Linked DNA regions of Pan troglodytes: region 1 is linked to region 2. Evidence: chromatin contacts called from public Hi-C data. All regions are on one chromosome and are shown on one strand. The core of a region is the stretch at or near the end of the contact, and the rest is flanking DNA. Distances in the headings are between cores, read along the strand shown.

The links. A called contact is a pair of places that touch in the nucleus more often than the background predicts.
Region 1: a contact with region 2 is called in a Hi-C map of induced pluripotent stem cells, with 2.0 times the contacts expected there. The contact joins two enhancer-like sites. A contact is called at or near these places in 2 of 7 Hi-C or Micro-C datasets (induced pluripotent stem cells and stem cell-derived neural progenitor cells).

What each region holds. Positions count from the first base shown.
Region 1 is chr12:60,790,227-60,792,926 of NHGRI_mPanTro3-v2.0_pri, reverse strand. The region is part of intron 1 of COMMD1 (copper metabolism domain containing 1); the gene reads left to right. Among named protein-coding and RNA genes, the nearest start is that of COMMD1, 37 kb to the left of the region's middle. Within about 2 kb of position 1,381, at least 3 of the 24 cell types and tissues checked have an H3K27ac peak or open chromatin away from gene starts, as enhancers often do. A contact at or near this core is called in induced pluripotent stem cells, where this site is marked.
Region 2 is chr12:59,934,592-59,937,291 of NHGRI_mPanTro3-v2.0_pri, reverse strand. The region is part of intron 5 of EHBP1 (EH domain binding protein 1); the gene reads left to right. Among named protein-coding and RNA genes, the nearest start is that of EHBP1, 110 kb to the left of the region's middle. Within about 2 kb of position 1,446, at least 1 of the 24 cell types and tissues checked has an H3K27ac peak or open chromatin away from gene starts, as enhancers often do. A contact at or near this core is called in induced pluripotent stem cells, where this site is marked.

The DNA of each region.
Region 1 (2,700 bases), core at 132-2,631, 860 kb before region 2:
GCACACCCAGTGAATTTTTGTATTTTTTGTAGAGATGGGGTTTCGCCATGTTGCCCAGGCTGGTCTTGAACTCATGTGCTCAAGCCATCCACCCGCCATGGCCTTCCAAAGTGCTGGGATTACAGGTGTGAGCCACAACGCCCAGTCTAGAAAGATAATTTCTTTAATAGTGTGAAGCATGAACTGTTTCATTGTAGCTGCCAAACCATGTCACTCTGCAGTGTTTCAGGTGGGTTTACTTACAGGTGAGGAGACCATATGGAGCCACCCACTCTTACCTCTGGTAAGGTTTGATTAAATTTCTGATTTCCTTAGCCAACTATACAGAATCTCTCTCTGAGGGAGAAGTGGACAGGAGAAAAATAGGAGGAAGCAAGGGAGTGGGCTGCTGGGCGTGTTGGGCTTGAGAATGAGTAAGGGGTGGTGATAGGGAGGACTCAGAGTCGGAGGCGGGATGGTTGGAGAGAGGGGGAAGAGAGAGGTAGAGTGGAGCAGAGGCATATGGTGGGGGGTCATGCTGTTCGGCGGAGGATTAGGATGTTGTGGAGGAGGGGAGAAATCGGCCAGATCAAAGGAGAAGTCGTCGGCTAGGGCTGTTGGGGTGAGGGAAACAGGAGGTGAGTCTGGTTTGGAGCGGGTGAGGAGAATTTGGAAAGTAGAACGAGACTGACAGAGGGAAGGGCAGTTACAGTGAGTGAAGAAAGCCTGAACATAAGGAATCTCAGACCATTTCCTATTGCTATGGCAAAAGTTGTAAAGTCCCGTTTCAGGCTATTGGGAGCCATTGTCCAATTGGTATTGGGGCGATGCAGTATTGCAGTGAAAGATAAGCCTCTTAGATCTCTGAACGGAGGCCGAGAGCATTGAGATCACGGAATGGAGGAGCGGTGGGTAGAGGAAGAAGAGACTGTCGGTGACGAAGACTACAGGAGAGGGCGTCCCTTTTCCCATGGAGCTTGTCTGGAATAGAGGAGGTAACTGCTGTGTCAGGTGTCCCTCAAACAGAGGAACCAGAGGCGTGGAGGCCGGAGGAAGCCCTTGGCCGAGTGCTGGGTCTTTCAGAAATGGAGAGACAGACGGTCAAGGGTTCCGGGGGCAAGGCAACAGTCTCTTCACTCACCCTGGTGGAGGCTTTGATGCGTTGATGGTGGATGAAGTCACTAGCAATGGGAGAGTGTAGGAGATTCTCTGGGTCTTTGGCAGGTTTGGGGAAAGGGAGATTGGCAGGGAGAGGGGTGTTAGGGGAGGGAGGGAGGGGGAGAGAGAGAGAGTGAGAGTGAGTGCCTGCCAGAGTCTATCTGCTTCCTGGGTTTCGGCACCGTAATGTAAGGTTAGCAGAGAGAAAGGACGAGAGGGAGACCTGAGGTCAGGCGAGGAAGTTTACTAACCTGCCGGCTGCTCCATCACAGACAGAGGAGGCAGCACCAAGCTTATGGAATGAGGGGTTTATATTGGGGAGGGGAGTTTGAGGGAGTTCTTTGATATGGCTGCATCCCGGGGTTGTTTGCTGGTTAATTTTGCCACATGTCACCTTGTGATGTTTATTACAGGAGGGTGTAGGTAACGTTTGTTTATGCTTCCTACGACCTCCCCCTGTGGGGTCTGGATGGTTTGTAATTGGGGTTTGCTTATCGCAGCAAGGTCTGATAAGTGAAGTCTGCTGGCTTCACCGTGGTGCCTAGACAAGGGCTTAGAAATGTAGAGAGGTTTGGGGGAAGGGTGGGCAGCACCAAGAAGCTTTCTTGGGGCAGTTTGTCCTTAACAGTAGGACTTGCCTGCTGTCTCATTTTAATGTCTCTCTGGGCCTCATAATTTAAAAGGACTCACATTCCTCAAAGTTATTTTCTTTTCTCAGTATTACTATTTTAAAATCTTGCTATGTGGTAAAGTGTTAGTTACATTATTCTTTCAGGAAAATTATTTACATTAGGGATGTGTATTTAGATCCACTGACAATATATTACAAGAGTCCTGGACAGCTTAAAGGCAATGCCAATTGCAGAGTTAGTGTTTTTTTTTGTTTTTGTTTTTGTTTTTGTTTTTGAGACGGACTCTTGCTCTTTTGCCCAGGCTGGAGTGCTGTGGCACGATCTCAGCTCACTGCAACCTCTGCCTCCTGGGTTCCCGCTATTCTCCTGCCTCAGCCTCCCGAGTAGCTGGGACTACAGATCCCTGCCACCACGCCTGGCTAATTTTTTGTATTTTTTAGTAGAGATGGGGTTTCACTGTGTTAGCCAGAATGGTCTCCATCTCCTGACCTTGTGATCTACCTGCCTCGGCCTCCTGAAGTGTTGGGATTACAGGCGTGAGCCACTGCGTCTGGCGAGTTAGTGTTTTTTAAATTAAACATATTAATTTGCGTAAATAGTGTACAAGTAAGACTGTCCCCTTTATGAGGTTAGATTTTAGTTATTTGTCTTTGAGAGCCATATCCAGCTACAGTGGAATATACTTTCAGACATAGTGATGATAATCTGTCAAAAGACAAAATTACAACTAATTTGGTTTAAAGATCTTAAGAAAAATAGAATCTTGGAACCCCAAACTCACTGTGCAAAAGGGAAAGTTAAACTTGGGATCTGAGGCATCATACAGTTTTCCTTTTGTTGCCAAATCAATAGCTATAATATCACAACCCCATGTCATAGCCTCATTTCTTCTACTCTCTTTTCATGTTTATCTTATGTAAAATGTCGATTT
Region 2 (2,700 bases), core at 197-2,696:
ATGGAGATCAGTGAGGTATCAAAATGTGTTTTCTTGGTGCTACCTATTCACTATCCAGTCTTTCCCACTATTTCTGACTGTGACCCATGAGATAGGAAGTTCGGCTCCTCCAGGGCTCCACTAGTCCCTTTTTTATTGCTGTTTGTTTGATGTTACCTCCGGAAGACTTTTAAGTGAATGGCGATGGGCTAAATTAATTATGTTAATTCCAAGGCAGATGGCTGGACCTGGTAGCACACGCCTGAATCTTAACACTTTGGGAGCCCGAGGTGGAAGTATTGCTTGAGCTCAGGAGTTCAAGACCACCATGGGCAATATAATATAGTGAGACCTTTTCTCTACAAAATGTCAAAAAATAGCTGGGCTATGGTGATGCATGCTTGTAGACCCAACTACTTGGGAGGCTGAGGCAAGAGGATTGGTTGAGCCTGGGAGGTTGAGACTGTAATGAGCTCTCATTGCGCCACTGTACTCCAGCCTGGGCGACAGAGTGAGACCCTGTCAAAAAAAAAAAAAAATCCAAGGCAGTAGTGTAAATGCTTCTCTGCTTTGTTTCTTTTGTTGGATTATGTTGAACAGGATTACTTGCCCAACCAAACTCACCTGACAAGATTATACCACGAACAGAGATGATATAATAGCTCAAATAATACAATGTAAACAATATAAAATCACAATGTTTCTGACCTTATTAAATTTAAGTTTAAATCCTTCTCCAAAATCAAGTCAATCTCTTGATCTCGCAAAATAACAATTCTGATAAATTACTTCTACTTTTTCTTTCAGAGAAAAAAAGTATATAAATGCTGCTTCGCTCCTTTAGTTGTTTTTTTTTTCTGTGTCACCTCAATCAAGGCATCTCACTTCAATGTCTGGGGAAAGACTGGATATCTTTTTCAGAAACTGTAGCTTGCACTTTCTCCTGTAGCTCCAAACTGGGATTATCTTTTCAGCCCCAAGCATTTCAAGAATACATTTCCAAAGGTCTAAAGAGTGTCTAGTGCATATGAGAATACCACATCGCAAACATTAGCAGTACCCCTCTTCCACCATGGAGTCAGTTTATAATCTAACTATCAGTAGAGATGGCTCAGCCTTTTTAGGGTACGGCAGCATTTACCTTAGTATAGTCCTGTTTATAGCATTCCATTTAATGTTCCACCCCCTCTGGAAATGTGGCCCAGTTAACTTACTTGAACCTAATCAAATTTCCACTAGGCAGCATACTCCACTTTTTGTTCTTCTATTAATCCAATAATTAAGAATGGTTTAGTCAGTAATGCCCATTTATCTGTATTTGTTAGTATTATATACTATTTATATATACAGTAAACTTTTATTTTTCCTGTAGTTCATTCAACTTTGTGTGGAGGGAAACCAGTCCTTTCCTTACCCTATTGACTGCAGTTTCATCAAGGAAGAAAGTGAATTCTCTCACTCTTGCTGAATGGCAAGAAAATTCATGTGCTTATGGCTACTTGCTGAGAGAGTATTGTTCTACACAGCACTAACCAGAATACATTTGAATGATAAATCAAAGATCCCTGTATTGTTAGATCTCTTTTAGGCCATTCTTTTGGTATAAACTTCTCAACCATGTTCTTTTCTTACAGTCCCAGAGTCTTAAACCCTTTTGGATTTCTAAATATTTCGGAAATTTGAAAGCAATGTATAGAGGACCTCTGCTCATCTTGTCTTTCATACAAATGTAGCAATTTGGATAAATCTAATCAAGATCCAGTGTTTTATTTTTAGTTTCAACTTAACTTTTTTGGTTATTTTTCAAATATGCACAAAAATAGAAGAAATAATATACTAAACCTCTAAGTACACGTCTCCCGGCTCAATAATCTTCAGTATTTTTTTCAAACTTATTTCATCAATTCTTCTACTTTTCTATTGTTTGCTTTACCAGATTTAAAGTACATTTCAGATATTATATCATTTCTTCTATAAATAATGAAGTCCACTTGAACATCATCAGCTTAAGAACGTGGTTAAGAGTTACTGGCATGTCAGAAAAGGTGACCTACCAGCAAATAATTTTTTTTTAACTTAACTGCCTTTTAGATGATCTCTCTGACCTGTTAGGCTGCACATTCAATATTATCTTGATTCTTAAAAAGTGATATTATTCTTGTTTCTACAAAGAAAAAAAATTGACTATATAAGAAGCAACAAAGCTTCTCTTATAACCCCCTCAGAATTAAACTCCTGAATTAACAGTAGGAAGCTCATGGTTCAGACAGACTTTTTTAGTCTTTTAATTATCCTGTCAACTTTCTGTTGTATATGATTATGGGAATGATGACTGGCTGTCTGTAAATTAGGCGGGGTATAATAGATATGACTAGGAGTTAAATGAAAAATTTTTAGCTAACTAAATTTTACTTTGGTTGCATTTCAGAGAAATTTCATATATATATATCTCTCCTCCTTAGTTTCCCTTAATGTTAAGTATTTAATGTGCTGTTCTAATTCAGAAATTTTTCAGATTGTGCTTCTAGAGGAAAAATCCCATCTCCTTTATTCTCAAATGATCCTTTAACTTTAAATAAAATAATGGAGAAACTTCTGTTGCACTTAAAAAAAGAGGTATGCCTAAGAATGATCATGCATGCTTTGAGCCTGTCAACTGTACTGTATTTATCTTTGTGTAATACAAGAAACTCTATGTTAAAATAGTGAACAAAAATTACA